Linked DNA regions of Rattus norvegicus: region 2 is linked to region 1. Evidence: chromatin contacts called from public Hi-C data. All regions are on one chromosome and are shown on one strand. Each heading gives the region's core, a stretch centred on a gene start, on an enhancer-like site or on the middle of the called end of the contact. The rest is flanking DNA. Distances are from core to core; before and after follow the strand shown.

Region 1 (7,886 bases), core at 1,409-3,908:
CTAAGAGGCCAGAGAGGCTGGAGTGAGCTGATGGAGCGCAGTCATAGGAGATGTGCTCAGAGGGGAGCAGGCAGGTGCTGAGGATTGGGGTACTGCTCTCGGAGATGACTGTCATGTCTTTAGGGTTCTGAGGAGAGTAGCAGTCTCACTTGAGGTTTTCAAGCCTGACTTGACTGACTCTGGAATTAGGGTAGAGGCAGGGAGACCCCTATGCAGGTTACTGTGGGGTCTGAGTGGGAGGATTAGGCAGGTAGTGTGGGATGTAGAGAGAGCTCGGGTTCGGAGTGTGTCAGAGGCGGTGGCGGTGTGATTAACCTGTGGGTGAGAGGCAGGTGTACGCATGGCAGAGGTTGAGGAGGGGTTCAGGCACCACATGAACGTAGACAATAAGATCAAGGCTCTGTTCTCCTGTGTCTGTTGGCATTGGTCTACTCTGGCTTCATTTTCAGCTCTCTGCATACGGTGTTAAAGATGTCCACTGTCAGCTCAGACCTGTTCTGGAAGCTCTCTCAGAGAAGAACTAAGATGATCTGGAGTTCCTGGGGTGTGTGTGGGGTGGGGCAGCCACACCTGTGTAACGGATTCTACCTGGCTGACAGACTGACTGATTAGAAGGCAGAGATTGTGGAGGGTTGGAATGTTACTAGTCCAGAACTAAATTATTGAGCTATCTGCAGTCCATTTCATAACTATTCGTTGCTCACCTCTGATCTCACATCTGGTGACTATCAGTGACACAGGTTGAAACGCATTAATAGTCTGCTAGCATCCACCAACCCAAAAGATAAGAATGACCTCCGGCAACACCTGAAACCAAGAACAGAAACATATCTGTTTTCATTAGAATCTGCCTGCCTCTAATTTCCACCAATGTGTCCAACGATTGACCAACCTATGGCTTTTTGTTGTTATTTGGTAACTATGAAACAATTTCCATTCATTAGAACACACTGTCTAAGGACGTCTGAATCTATGTCCCAAGGCCATGGTCACTGATATTAGATATTAGACTGGCAAATTATCTTTTATTCCCTCTGAGGTGAGAACTGTTTTGTCTACAATGTGGAAGCTTTTTGTTATAGATGTCTGCAAAAAATGCCCTCTCTAATGTGACTGGCATGAACTATGTCACATGCTCACCCTGGCTCAAGGAGACTAGAACTCTGCTGACTAAATTCTGTCTGATCCTCACCTGTGGTTCCTAGATTACAGTCATCGTCCCTAAGGCATGGCGACAGGGGTGGGGGGCAGAGACAATGTCGAGAGAAACCAGGAGTGTCAATTGAGGAGGGAGGATGAATGGCCACACCATGCTCACCTTGGCCTGGGATGTTTAATGGAGACATTCGATGTGAGTGGGAAGCAAGGCACACACGAAAGGTGCCAACTGACCAACGATTGTCACACTTGGAGGTTGAAGGAAGGGTGGGGGTGGGAGTGGGGATGTTTGTAGAGTAAATGGCAACAAGGCTAATAGCAGTGGGGACCATGGAATCCAAAATTCATTTACAGTGCAGAGTAAGGAGTGGGACTAAATTTTGGACAGGTAATAGAGATAATCGAATAGCCATGGGTCACAACAGAATAAGACAGGAGTTAAATGAGGAGAATGGGCAAAATACCCAGGGGGTGCTGTGGTTCTAGCGGCCTGAGTGATAGATGGCAAATGGCCAGCATTCAGGCGGATGCTCCGGACCTCTACCAACAAACCGGAAGTTGAGAGACCTTGTCACTGCCGATGAGCACCTAATTATGTACGAGGCCCAGCCTGCTAGGCGTCTAGATCTTTCTGTTATTTGCTTCACCAACAGTCAGTGCACAGCCGCTGACAGGAAGCCATAAGCCAGTTCAGCCTTCTTTTTTCCTTCTTGCCCCGGGCTCGGCTTTCTGCTCAGGCAGTAAACCGGAAGAGTCGCCCGCCCCTGCCACAGAGGGACTCGGAGTCACTTTGGCTCTAGAGTGAGGACTGGGGCTGGGGGGGGGGGGGTAGATCCACACATAATTAAAACCTTTTTTCTAAAGGAGAAGCAAAATACAATCAACATGACTTCCCCAAAGACTGAAAGAGATCTGAAGGGAAAGAAATGGCATTTGTGTCTGCAAAGAGAAAGAGAGAAAAACAGAGACTGTTGCACCAGTTAAAGCTTTCTGAGCAAAGATACGGAAGGGGAAAATAGGAATTAGATCGCACCAGCCATGCAATTAAGAAGAATAAGATGAGCTTTTACAAATATCAGGAAAGGGAAATTATAGAGAGGAAATAAGAGTTAATAAATGCAGAGGACCATGAAATGAACGGTGACCACAAACGACTGAAACACCCAATTCCACTCTTTGGTAGCCTTTAACTAGGAAAAAAAAGCGGGGGAAGAAATGGAGCAATTAAAAAGGAAGCACAACTTGAGGGAAGAGGAGGAGACACTGGGAGGACAAGCTACAGAACACAAGCACACCAGGACCTCCAGGACCAGCCCCGGCCATACACTGGCTCAAGCGGGTACTGTTTCCAGTGCTCAAGGAACAAAGCAAGGGAAGAAGAATGAGGAAGAAGGAAAGTAGGGAGGGAGGGAGGCCCAGCGTTCCTAAGCTATGCTACAGAGCTGACTTTGAATGTGAAACGACTCCCGCAGGCTCTGCAGTGAGCTCATGTTCCCAGCTGGTGGCGCTGTTTTGAAGGCCTCAGAGCCTTGAGCGAGTGGGGCCTGGCCGTCCGAATCCGTCCTTAAGACACTAAAAGGCTTAGAGGCAGGCTTTGAAGCTTCCGACCTTCCAGCTCGGCTTCCTCGTCTCCACCTGGAGAAGCCTTCCCTTAGGCTCCGGAGGTAGCAGAATGGCAGGCCAGCTGCCATGACTTCCCCACCACGGGAGACTGAAATCCCTCTGAAACCTGTGCCAAAATAAACCATCTCTTCCCTAAACTGTTTCTGTCAGGTAATTGCGCACAGCAGTAAAACACTGAGTATGGAACTCTCATGACCCATCCCCACACCCGACTACCTCTAGCCACACCCCAACTTTCAGCAGAGAGGAAGGGGGAGATCCAGCCAGTCTTCAGCGCGGTTCCTTCTGCCCTCTCTCCTCCCCTTCTCCCCTTCCTCCTCATTAACCAGGAGTCCAAGACCCTCTCTTGGGGTTTTCCCTACCTGTATAGCACACCTACAAGGATGTCTTTTTTTTTTTTTTTAATAGAAAGAAGAAAAGCAAGCCAGGAGCATGCTGAGTGAACAGACTGGTTAGGTGGTTTTTGCTCCAAAAAAACGTTGATTTCTGGATCTTGTAAGGTGCTAATATAGCCAGGCACTATGACAGGGACTGTGGAGCAAAGGTAAGCATGTAACAAGGGCTTAGGTGCTAAAGAGCTCCTTGCCAAGTAAGGGGACACACACACACAGAAACACACACAGACACACACACACAGAAACACACTCACACAGAAACACACACAGAGACACATTCACACACACTCATACTCACACTCACACACACAAACACAAACACACAGACACACACAGAGACACATTCACACGCACTCATACACAGACACACACACTCACAAACACACACACACACACACACACACACACACACACACACACATCATGGTATGGTGCCTGCAACCATGGTGGATGTTCAGAGAAGGTGTCTTGGAGGCTCAACTATGTAGAAGGAGCAACTCCATCCTCATAGACCATGAAGGCTTCTAAAGGTCTCTGTGCTTGCTTTTGACAAACCGCCATAGTCTTGACAGGCAGCAAGGCCTGCTTTTCAGGGCAGCGGGAGGCCCATCTGTGAAGGGCAAGAGGCACCCACAGTGCTTGGCATTCAGCACATGAGTGGTCTGCTTTCCTTTCCAAGTCACTCCAGCACAGTCTTCCGGGGGCCTCAACACTCACCTATTCCCTGCTAGAGAATTTTAGGAATAGATTTAATTCAATCGTCAGGGCAACCCACCTCTTTTTATCACATTACAAAAGAAAAGATTACAGTAGGCAGATGCGATCTTGTCAGCAGCATCAAGGGGTCTCAAGTGCTACCAGCCTGGGGTGACAGCACTGGGGGTGGTGCTGGGTGGGTCATGAACCTTCTCCAGGCCAAGGTGAGCCGGAAGAGCACTGGCCCAAGGCAGAGAGGCAAACAACAGTCTGAGGACTGAGGGAAAGGGGGGCTAAGGTTAGTAGAGCTGGAACCAGGAGAATAAAGCTGGGGCAGGGATGCGAAGGAAGCTGGGAAGGGGAGCAGCTTCCAGACAAACAGGCCAAGCCCTGTCACTAAGCATGGGTGGGAGGGATTATGGTTACTCTTCGCTGTCAGCCACAACCGATGTAGAATCACAGAGAAGGCCCACCTCTGGGTGTGACACTGAGGTCATTCACAGAGAGGTAAACTGAGGAAGGATGACCCACCCTGAATGGGGACCGCCCCATCTCATCAACTGGACTCCCATAGTGCCTAAAAATGGGGAAAAGAGGAAACCGAGCAATGGTATTCATCTCTCTGACGGAGGGTACACTGTGACCAGCCACCTCGCACTCTGCCACCATGCCTCCCCTCACGCAATAAACTGTGTCCCTCAGCCCGAACCCTTCCTCAAGTTGCCCGCGTCATACATTTGGTCACAGAAATAAGAAATGTGGTGAACACAAAAAACACTGCCGTTCCATGTTACTTTTGCCAACTTTTTTTTCTTTCCTTGTAGGAACAGGCGAAGGTGATAACCAAGATCGAAGAACTAAAAAGGAGTTGTTGACTTCGTAAAACACCTTGAGAAGTCAGACAAGCAATCAATCACACAGTGTCAGAACTGGAAGGAAACTTCAGGGGGGAAAATCTCTTCCGGAACAACATTGAGAGCTGTTCAAATACCTCATGTTTCAGTCCCTGAGAGCGAACTGCCTCAAAATGCGACCCTGGCTTTGCGGGAGGTTCTGAAAGTGGGAGGGGGTGGGGAGGGACACTGCTTTCTTAAATGGAGTCAAACTGTATCTCTGAGCGACTTCCACCCATTTGGCTTGGCTCCTTTCTCTGAAGGCGGAACGGGCCAGTGTCCCTTTTAAATGTGCTGCCCAGAAAGAAACGCAGACTCCAAATGTGGTCTGATTTAGTTAGTGCCGTAGGGAATTGGGAGGGGGTGGGAAATAATAAAGCCACCAAGTTAACCAGCTTTAAAAAATGACAGACACAGAAAGTGCCGATAAGTGGATCCTTAGGATCATAGGCTAATGGGAGTCTCTGAAAATACCCAGCTGGGCTCTCTCCCACAGAGGAAACTCACACCTAAACCTGCCCAACCCACCGGGGCTGACCTGACCTATTTTCAAGGTATCCTGAAGAGAGAATTCCATGTGTGTCGACCATGGAGAGGTTTCTCACAAATCGAGCCCTATGAAATATTCTCAAATTGGTGTTTTCTCGTAGACTAATTTATTTTTGCATTTCCCGTCTCGCGTGCTATTATCTCTTCTGCCACATAAACTGTCTCCTTAATGAAACCGCTTACTGTATCATATTCAAGGAGAGTGTGTTCATCTGTTCCTGCAGGTTTCAGCTCCTACTGCATTAATTAACCACACTTCCTCCGTTATTTGCCCCCCCCCTTTATTTTTTATTTTTGCATGGGATGCATGCTGTTAATCCTTGTATTGTTGCATGGCTTTTTGTGAGACTGATGCATTCTCAGAAGTGAGGGGCAAATCCAATCTCTGTCATATGAGTCTTTCTTCAATTACCAGTGCCTTCCAAATGCATTTTGAGTGCTTGTGATTCTGAGTCGCTGTCTGGGGCAGCCATGGGAGAAGCTCTTGGAGCCAGGGAGGATAATGCCCCAATTCGGGTGGGTTGGCACGACGGTGCCCCAACATTGTAAGAGTTGGGAACTACACTCTATTCCTGCAGCCCCAAAACCGAGCCATGTCTCCCTGTCTTCAGAGTGAAGAATCCCTTTAAAAAGTGAATGCTCTTCTCGGTGGTTTTAAAAAACATGTTCTCAAGTCCCTGCATGAACATTCTTACAAGGGACACACCATCTACCAATTCCCTTATTGCCTTTTTTATCAAACCTTCCCCGGTTCTCCTCTGCAGCCCATTCCTGTCTGGTACACAATAGAGGTTTGCGTCTGTGCAAGCAACCATGATGGCCTCACCAGGTTCCTGCTCTAATGGGCCAAGCTGTCTCTCATTAACATTTAAATGTCTCCTCCTGAGAGTAGCGCACATAGTGATGTCTAAAATCCTGGCCTTAGGGAGGCTGAGGCAGGAAGATTTGATCCAGGAAAGCCTGGGCTATAAAGTAAAACCTGTCCCAAAGGCATTAAAATCATTAATTAATATAAATTAAATATAAACATATTTAATAAAATATATATTACATTACTATGTATTATGTATTATATATTATACAAGAATATTTAAGAATATATTGTATATTATACATAATGCATGGTGTATATTTTCTGTTATATTAAATATAATGTATAAATATGTTAAAAATAAATAAAAATTTTTAAAAAATCATTCATTAATATAGTAAAACAAATTATCTCCTCCTCACTTCCCTGCTTGGGCCTCCTTTAGAAGACTAAACTAGAACTTTTTTTTTTAATATTTATTTATTTATTTATTTATTATGTAATTCTGTAGCTGTCTTCAGACACACCAGAAGAGGGCATCTGATCTCATTACAGGTGTTCTGTGAGCCACCATGTGGTCGCTGGGATTTGAACTCAGAACCTCTGGAAGAGCAGTCAGTGCTCTTAACCACTGAGCCATCTCTCCAGCCCAAGACTAGAACTTTTAAAAAATTGTTCTAAGCGTCCAGTCTTGAGTACCACGGTGCACACGAGGAAGACAGTGGGCAACTCATGGAGTCGGTCCTCTTCTCCTACCTACATGAAGATCAAACTGGGCCACTGGGCCAGTAGAGCAAGCATCTCCACCCTAAGCCCTCTCAGTACCCTACATTGGGGTTCTTGTATGTTCTAGACCATCCATCTCTCTGTCTGACTTGAGTCCCTCAAGACATCACAGCCATAGGCTAAGTGCAGCAAGGACAGCTGCCTGTGCACCCCATTGGGAAGTCCTTCCTGAGGCTACGTGGATCACATTGCTGCGAATTCTGGAGACCCCGGTGTATAATGGCAATAGTTCTTAGGGTCCACAGGGTTAGAAACGGAACCATAGAAAAACTGTCCTCAAATGTTTTTAAAGCTCAGTGAAAAGTGCATATGCAGCAAGTTAAGGCTTATGCAGACTCATGATCGGGTTTCCATGATGCCAGCCCCATGCCCTACTGGAGGTAAAATGATGTGGTTCAGTATCCAAACCAGTCAGAATTCTTTGTTGCAAACAATTGAAATCAAGTTCAGCTGACATAAATAGGAAGATTGTGATGGAGAGAAGTCAGCAAATGGGGACCACAATCTGGAATTAGGGCAATCAGATTCCACTGGCACCTCCCTTCCGGAACATGGACAACTACTTCATAGCCGAGTGAGTTGTAAGCCATCTGGCTTCTCTGTGTAACTCAGGGGCAAACCCCACGGGAAACTATGCAGCTGGTAATTCGGAGGTATGCTCACATCCAATTGATGTAGGGCGGGACAGCAAGGATCAGATATCTCTTTTCTTAGGAGAATTCCCCCGCAATCTGTTGCTGGGCAGTTTCCCAAGAGAAAGATGTTCAGTGGTTGCTGAATAGCTTTCTTTTAAAGTTCTGTTTGATTTTTAGTAATTTGTATGAGTTTGTCTCTGTGTGGTATATACTCGTGAGTACGGGTACTCTTGCAGGCCAGAAGAGGGCATTAGGTACCCTGGAGCGGGGTGAACTAATGGTAGTTTGTGAGCCTCCTGAACTCTAATCTGTGAAGAGCAGCAGGTGCTGTTAACCACTG
Region 2 (7,886 bases), core at 3,846-6,345, 150 kb after region 1:
TCTCCTTCAGTTTTTTTTCTTTTAGTTGTGAAGCATCATCTTGCTTTCTTCTGATTTTCTCCAGCTCCAAAAACACCCTCCGATTTCACGTGGCTAAATACAGAAGCAGTAAGGGAAATGTCAGCACTCACTTTGCAAATGTTTATGGCTATCCCTCGGTCTAGCTATTAAATATTGTGCATTAAAATTGACAAAGCAATAAACAAGCCTCCAGGCGGACAGCGTCCGGTGGTAGAAGACTGCCTGTCAGTGGGTATATTCTGCTGGGATCGGACTGATGGGCAGTCGCATGAATATTTAATGCCTTCTGCATGTTGCCGAATCTGTTTTCTTCATGTTCTCTGCTGACCTGGCAGATTGGGCTAGCTGAGAGTCCGGGGTATGTGAGCATGGGCTGTCCTTACCAGAGAAGTGCCCTGGCATTCTCCCTGGACAGCCTGTGTTCTCCTCCTTCCAACCCCTGCAGCTTCTGCCTGCCTGGTGTCTATGCAGGACAGAGCAAGCCTGAGTGTAAGAGCCCTAAGAGAAGGTCCATTCATGCTTCAACTTTGTTGCCATGGTGGCAGCAGGTATCTGCCTGATGTCAGTTACTGGCAGCAGTCAGTTAAGGTCAATGCTCTGTCTGTAGACAGTTTGAGCAGGGTAGGGTGTGCCTGGCTTCTCCCAATTTAATGTTTACCTCCCAACCCTTGCTGCTTTCCCTTTGCCCACCTGCTGGTGCCCTTCTGGGCACGTTTGAGCACCTACTGGCACTACAGCTGTGGGTGTGTCACATGGGACTTCAGTGTGGACTGTGGATGGGAATAGGGTTAGACCTTCCAGAATGGAGGTTGCACCAGCACCAGGAATGGATGTGTGGGAGCTGGGAGGGCCCCAGTTCATTCTTGTTAAAGATGAGGGTGAGCCACATGGCCTGGTGGGAGTCCAAGCCTACCAGATCACTGGCTCTGTGACTGAGAAAGAATCTTGGTAAAATTGGAGTAATATTCACTTGATTGGACCAGTGAGGAGTGCATAGTTAACATTCGTAAAGAGCTTATGGTAGAAGAGAGCCTGGGACAAAAGTTTATTAAGTCAGAGCGCCCTAACCTGGGGAATTGGGGCTTTGGCCATGTATAGCTGATATACCTCTTTCAAAAGATTTTCTATTTTTAACCACGTGTGTATGTATGTGTATATTTGCATAGGAATGCAGGTACTTAGAGAGTCTAGAAGATGGCGTCAGATCTCCTGGAGCTGGGGTTCCAGGTGGTTGTGAATGTCTGACCTGTGCTGGGAACTGAACACCCCTCCAAGAGCAGCTCGCACTCCTTACTCCTTTCAGATGGCATATTAAGTGATGGCTAGTCTTTGCTAACCTGAAATTAAATAAGATTCAATGCAACATCTCTAGTCACATAATCTTTAACCGCTGTCAGCTCCCCCAACGCCCCGTGGCGCTTTTTGTTTGTTTTCATTTGGTTTTGTTGGCCTCAAACCCACAATCCTCCTGCCTCAGACTCCCAAGTTCTAGAATTAGAGCTGTGTGCCACCATACCTGGCTAGGAGGAATGAATATATATAAAGTTTTTTAGCGAAATACATCCTCTCATATATAATTACTTGAAGACAGTAACAAGGGACACAGTCATGGCCAGAGGGGCTGTGACTGCTGCCCCTAGCAGCAGCATGACAGCCATCACATTAGAGTGACTGAAGAAGATAAAGAAAAGGTCTCTCCTGGTCGGCCCTATACATTAAAAACATGAAGGAGAAGGAGAAGAAGAAGAAAAAAAATGCTGTGTTTACTAGAAAAGGAAAGTAGGCTCCAGGCTCAAAGGCAGAATTCTCATGAGTGTCATTTGAAAATCACACAGGACATAGGACACAGGACAGAGCTCTATTGGAGAGAATTTGAGACATTAAATATTTTCCACTCCTTAAACCAATGTAAGAATCAAGACCGTCTGCCTCCAGACTCCTGTGGTGGTGTGGGATTGTCTGTGGTGATCGAGGTCCAGGGGCATTGTCTGCCCTGTGGAGAACTGATGTCCCAGGTTCAGGCCGTCAGCTTGGAAGTGACCACTGTCTTACTTGCCCTTTAGAAAGGCTGAGACAGAGGCTGGGAGTCTTGTCTTCAGACTGAGGTCTGAGGAAGAGCTTATTAGGGACTAGGTAGGTAGGTCATGGCCGGGCATGTCAAGGCATGACAGGGAGGGACATGGACACTTCAAGTGCAGTAACTTCATGAGTGGCAGGTGCCTTTTCCACTTGCTTCCCAGAGTGTGCATGCATGCATGCATGCATGTGTGCATTTTGAGGGAGGGGTATCCCCAGAGCTCCCCATTCTCCCCTAGTCTCCTGGTTGACCTGATTCCTTGCACTTGAAGGATCTTTTCCACCCCAGCCACTGGCTTCCTCTGTCCCCGCTACTCCTGTCATGTTTTAGAAAGAGCAGTCTCCCTTCCTTTAACTTCATTCTTTCCTGATCTCTCCTCAACTCTCTTCTGCTCATCCCTTGCTCGCCTGCACGGAATCTGCCACGCAGAAGAGCCTGCAGGCTCACAAACCCACAGGTTCCTGGGAGTCACTCTTACCCCCATTTCTGATCCACTGTAGTTTTAACTTGTGGTAGCTGTGCCATCCATCAAATCCCCCCTGAGAGCCACGGTGGGCAGGGTCAAGAACTAGTCCCGCCTCCAATCTTGGCCCTGCCCCTTTCTGACGTCATCTGCCACGCCTGGCCACTGGCTCCTGCCAGAATCGGTACACCGGGAATTTGGCCCTGCTGCCTGCTCTGGTTGATCTCTTCTCTTCATCCTTCACCTGTGGGACCCCTGCTCATTTATTTCTCAGAGCCCGGTTCAGGGATCACAACTTTTTGCTAGGTTCTCGCTCTTTCATCACAGTCAGAATTAATTTTAAGAGATTAATTGAAGGGGAGGGGGGAGGGGGATGTTTGCCCGGAAACCGGGAAAGGGAATAACACTCGAAATGTATATAAGAAATACTCAAGTTAATAAAAAAAAAAATTATTAAAAGAGATTAATTGGGTTTTTAATTCAGTCACCTATTAGTTAATGTGATTAGCAATCATTGGGTCATAGCTGTTGCCCAGGCATTTGCACGAAGAGGAGTCCTTTTAAAAATGGCCTTTGATGTAAGGCAGTTATGGTTGAGTTTAAGGAGAATCATTTACTAAGGAGTAAGTGCCTTCCGCATGAGCAGTGCACACATAAAACTCATCCAAAGTTCGGGCAGGTTGGCTAGGGAAGCAACTGCCGCTCTCTGCTGCTGAGTCCTCATTTCACTCTCCGTCCTCCCTGTAGCCTTCCTCTGCCTCCCAGCAAAGCAGCCTTCAAGGACTGACAGATTCCCTTAGCCTTGATCGTCCTGGGAAGAAAGCTGCCCAGACGCTGCAGTGTACTGTGTACTGCTTGGGCCAGCATTGCCATCCAGCCTGCCTGGCCCTCCTGCTGCTGCTGCATTCTCTCCTCTCCTGGAGGGGACCGACCAAGCCTACCTTTGCATGTCTTTACTTACTTTTACCTCTGCATTCATTGGCTCTCCCAAGTTCACGTGCTGAGCAGCCACACTCTGGGTTTCCCAGGCTGAAGGCACGTCTGGATCTCCATGAACCTTGTTCTCGTGAAGATCGTGATGCAGTAGGTCTGAGAGTCTGTTTCTGAGAAATCCACCCAAAGGATCTCACACTGCTGATCCATAGTGCTTAGGATTTTTTGGGTTTTGCTTATTAATACTTTGTGAATATGGGTGTTTTGCCTGCATGTATGTCTGTATACTTTGTGTATGCCTGGTACCAGAAGAGGGTATTGGATAACCTGACCTGGAGTTACAGACAATTGTGGGTTTCTATATGGTTGCTGGTAATTGGACCTTGGGCCTTTCTGCTAACCTAGAATTAACTTTATTCTATTAGTTTTATTTATTTTGCATATATATGGTGCGGAGAAGGCAGGTACATGAAATAGGATACACGTGGAGGTTAGAGAACAACTCTCAGGAGTCAGTTTTCTCCTTCCTTGGGTCCTTGGATTTTGGCAGCAGGCGCCGTATCCTCTGAGCCATCTTGATGGCCCTGTCTGTAATACTTGTAAAAAGTTCGGTGGTGGAGCTGTGATTGGGATATAAAGTAAATTTAAAAATTAATTTAAAAAAAAATTTAGTTGTATTGGGTGTAACCACTCTGGAGGCAGAGGCAGATAGGTCTCTGTGAGTTCAAGGCTATCCCGGTCTACAAAGCAAATCCAGGACATCCAGGGACTGTCACACAGAGAAACTCTGTAAAAAGAAAAAGAAAAAGAAAGAAAAGAAAAACAAAAAACCCAACAAACAAAAAAAAGAAAAAGAAAAAAATTCGGTTTTTCAGTGTCTCCCCTAATTATGAGCTTTGAGCTTGGGACCACAAACACAAACCAAGAAGGAGTGAGGAGAGCTAAAACCTCCCCATTGTTCAGGGTCCATGCAGCCTCACACTAAACTCCTCCAAAGCTAATGCATTTAATCTGCAGGGCACTGTGGGTGAATTAGATACACACTTTCCCTGTTCTCTTTAGCAGGTGAAAACACTGGCCCTCAGGAAGGCCAGATTCCCTTAGGGTGAAGGGGAGGGGGAGGTCGGGGAGCTTACAGAAGCACCTTGCCCAGGGCGATGCTGAGGCTGCCTGTGAATGCCTCCTAATGAGCTGTGGAACCTCCTGACTCCTCGGGGCTCCAGGATGCGTCCTCCCCACCCCTGAGACAGAGAAGAAATGCAGAGCTTACAGTAAGGGCTGACCCCCTGCCCATCTGTCAGGCATGCACCAAATTCCAAAAGTACCTCTCTCTTAAACTCCCCCAACACTTCATAATATTTTGACATGGGATGGCGAGAGAGAGAGAGAGAGAGAGAGAGAGAGAGAGAGAGAGAGAGAGAGAGAGAGAGAGAGAACAAGAAGAAATTGGAAACGCTTTGAAATATGTCTCTTCCTTGGCTTGTGGTTCTTTGGCCATGTGACTGAATAGAAGTTGAGTCATAGGATACCAGTTTAACATATGCAGTTACTATAGCAATTGAGGTTTCCTTAGTAACAGTTGCAAAAATAATCTGGCCCCAATTAATAATACATTTTAAAGCTCTTTCTACTCTACACAGAACAACCGAGTTCGTCTGGCCAAACACCAGATAACTCAGGTGGTGTCGTCTGGTGATTGAGATGCATTTGGAAGTGGTGAATTGGGTTGGAAAGGGATGAAAAGAGAACAGGTTGCCTCAGGCCTCACAGGAGTCCACTCAGGAAAGCTGACCAGTAGGCCGTGCCCGTCCAGGCTCTAGGATTCCCAGAGTGCCCTGGAGGACCTTGTGTTTGAAGAAAGAGGAAAGTGAAGACTGGTACACAATGAAACTGGAGCACAAGGCCACAGCCCATCCTGAAGTGTTCGCCATGGCTCGAGGTCTGTGTGTGAATTCAGAGGTCCTCCGTCAGGGGACAGTCTGCCTCAGCAACCGGAGACAGGTCCCCAGGGATGCTTTTGTAGTAATAGTGCTGGCTGTGGGACCTGCTGTGCCTTCTCACTAAAGCTTCAGTCCATCCTGTACGTTTGTCTGTGTGTTCATGGGCACACGGAGGAGCAGTGCGTGGCTGTCAAACGCTCTCCTTCCCTACACATGGGGCTCAGCCCTTGGAGCCTCGAACAAAGCAGGCCAGCTAACTGGCCAGAACCCTAGGGCGCAGCCAGGGTGCAGTCGTCCACCCGGATGGCTTCTGCACATTCCAGCGCCTGACTCCAGCCCTGAGGAGGCCAGGGCTGCTCAGCAGGGCCTGGAGATGGGCCAGCCTGGTCGGCAGAAGCACTGGCTCTTCCCTCGCTGTGGGACCCGTACCACACCCTGGGTTTTCCTCAGCTGACAGAGTGGCCCAGAATTAAGATGTGAAGGGGGGAGAGGGGGCTGCTCTCAATACCAGCTCGCTAAGAGAATTGCCTTCTCCTTTCTTCTCAGGTTAGTAGGGAACACAGGGGTAATGATATATAGGGGAGAGTCTCCAATAATCACCGATAATCTCCAATAACATACATTTTACCAGGGTTTGGCTTCTTGGCAACTTAAAGATGGATGTTTGCTCTGTTATGAGCAGGGCAGCAATGACCGTCCCTATTCTCACTGTCTGGAGTTGGCCGTCCCTGTTGCCTCTGGACGTGGACAGTAAGGGAGGTGAGGCTGGTGCTGGCTCTGCCCTGGCCATCCCTATCCTCACTGCTTCAGGACCTGCCCTGGCCTCCTGTACTGCCTGCTCCCACATCTCTGTGTCTGAGTGAACACCAAGGGAGGCCTTTTCTGCTTTCCAAAGCCTAGGCACTGTGCAAGGCTGTGGGTACAGGAGTGAGAAAACACAGTGGCAGGGAGCACTGAGACTGGGGCTGTCCCACTTTCAGGGTGTCTCCTGAACAGGGGATGATCGGAAATATCATCTGACGAATGGAAAAGCTTCCTCTCTGTGCCTGGGTGCTCGGTGTCTAGGGGAGAAGAGAGACGGGGAGGCAGCTGGGTGTCAGAGTGCACCGAGGAAGGAATGGGAGGCAGAAAGAGATTGAGTGGGAAGGAAAGCAGGGTCTGGCAGGGAGGTGGCAGAGGAGACAGAACAACGGGACAGTGGCCAGGGTTCAGGGTAGAGTGTGTGGGTCAGGGGAGCTGGAGTTGCTGACGTCCGAGGAGATGAGTCAAGACAGTTGAACTTGGGCCAGGTTCTGAGGGGCTTTGTGCTGGCCAAATGAATTTTCCCTTAGATTCTATAGACAGTTGGGAGCCATTAAATGTTTTAAGCAAGGTCAGGCTCTGGGCAGACTGGTGTCTTGGCTGGGTGCGGGCAGTGGCACAGGGAGAGTGGACAGGGCACAGTATGTGATAGAGGCCAGTAGATGGGCGACTGATACTGGGGAGGTTTTGAGGATACTCAGTCATGCTGTTCCCTGCTGGACAGAACCAGTCTCCCAGCCTAGAAGTGAGCCTGGGACAGGTCCAGGCTCCATGTCACTCCTTCTAAGTTGCCCTCTTCCCTTCACAGTGACAAAGCTTCAGGTGAGCAAATCAAAGAGAACCCTCACACTGGTGGAAAATCGTCCAATTCAGCTGAACTGCTCAGTCAAGTCCCAGACCAGCCCAAACTCGCACTTCGCCGTGCTGTGGTATGTTCACAAACCCTCGGACGCGGACGGCAAGCTCATTCTCAAAACCACGCACAACTCAGCCTTCGAGTATGGAACCTATGCGGAGGAGGAAGGCCTGCGAGGCCGGCTGCAGTTCGAGAGGCATGTGTCAGGGGGCCTGTTCAGCCTCACTGTGCAGAGAGCTGAGGTCAGCGACAGTGGCAGCTACTACTGCCATGTGGAGGAGTGGCTGCTGAGTCCTAACTATGCCTGGTACAAGCTGGCCGAGGAGGTTTCAGGGCGCACAGAAGTCACCGTGAAGCAGCCAGGTAAGACTGGAAGGTGTGACCATCACTGTCCTGTGGGTTTCCTGCAAACTCTAGGGCTTGGGGAGCTCTGTGGCCTGACCCATGCTGGATTTGAAAACAGACACCATTCCCTTCAACTCACTCTGCGTTCTAGGATCCCCTCTGCCCACACAGTGACATTTTCTGATAACCATTTCTTCTGCATAGAGCAGGAGGTCCACCTCTGAGGGGCTGCCTGTGGCCATCACCATGACTGGGGTCTGACTGCCTGCTAGGTCACATTATAAATCTCAGACTGCTCTCAACTCACCACATAATCCAAGCAGACCTTGACCTTAAGATCCCCCTGCCTCAGCCCCCAAGAAGCTGAGGTTACATTCTGTGCTGCCTCGGGGCTTCTGAGAGCTGAGGCTGTGGTCCGGCCTACGCATGCTCTCTTGCTTGCTCTGTGTC

The links. Hi-C and Micro-C count contacts between places; a contact is called where the count stands out from the background.
Region 2: a contact with region 1 is called in a Hi-C map of the A7r5 cell line, with 6 times the contacts expected there. The contact joins two enhancer-like sites. A contact is called at or near these places in 8 of 12 Hi-C or Micro-C datasets (the A7r5 cell line, the Rat2 cell line, Schwann cells and 5 more) and 1 of 1 datasets of contacts at active chromatin or transcription factors (oligodendrocytes).

What each region holds. Positions count from the first base shown.
Region 1 is chr2:191,426,218-191,434,103 of GRCr8, forward strand. No RefSeq gene overlaps it. Among named protein-coding and RNA genes, the nearest start is that of Cd2, 18 kb to the left of the region's middle. Within about 2 kb of position 2,659, at least 12 of the 93 cell types and tissues checked have an H3K27ac peak or open chromatin away from gene starts, as enhancers often do. A contact at or near this core is called in the A7r5 cell line and Schwann cells, where this site is marked.
Region 2 is chr2:191,569,931-191,577,816 of GRCr8, forward strand. It overlaps Igsf3 (immunoglobulin superfamily, member 3), which reads left to right. Exons shown (of 9, transcript NM_001106455.2): 6 at 7,044-7,454. Among named protein-coding and RNA genes, the nearest start is that of Igsf3, 72 kb to the left of the region's middle. Within about 2 kb of position 5,096, at least 26 of the 93 cell types and tissues checked have an H3K27ac peak or open chromatin away from gene starts, as enhancers often do. A contact at or near this core is called in the A7r5 cell line and Schwann cells, where this site is marked.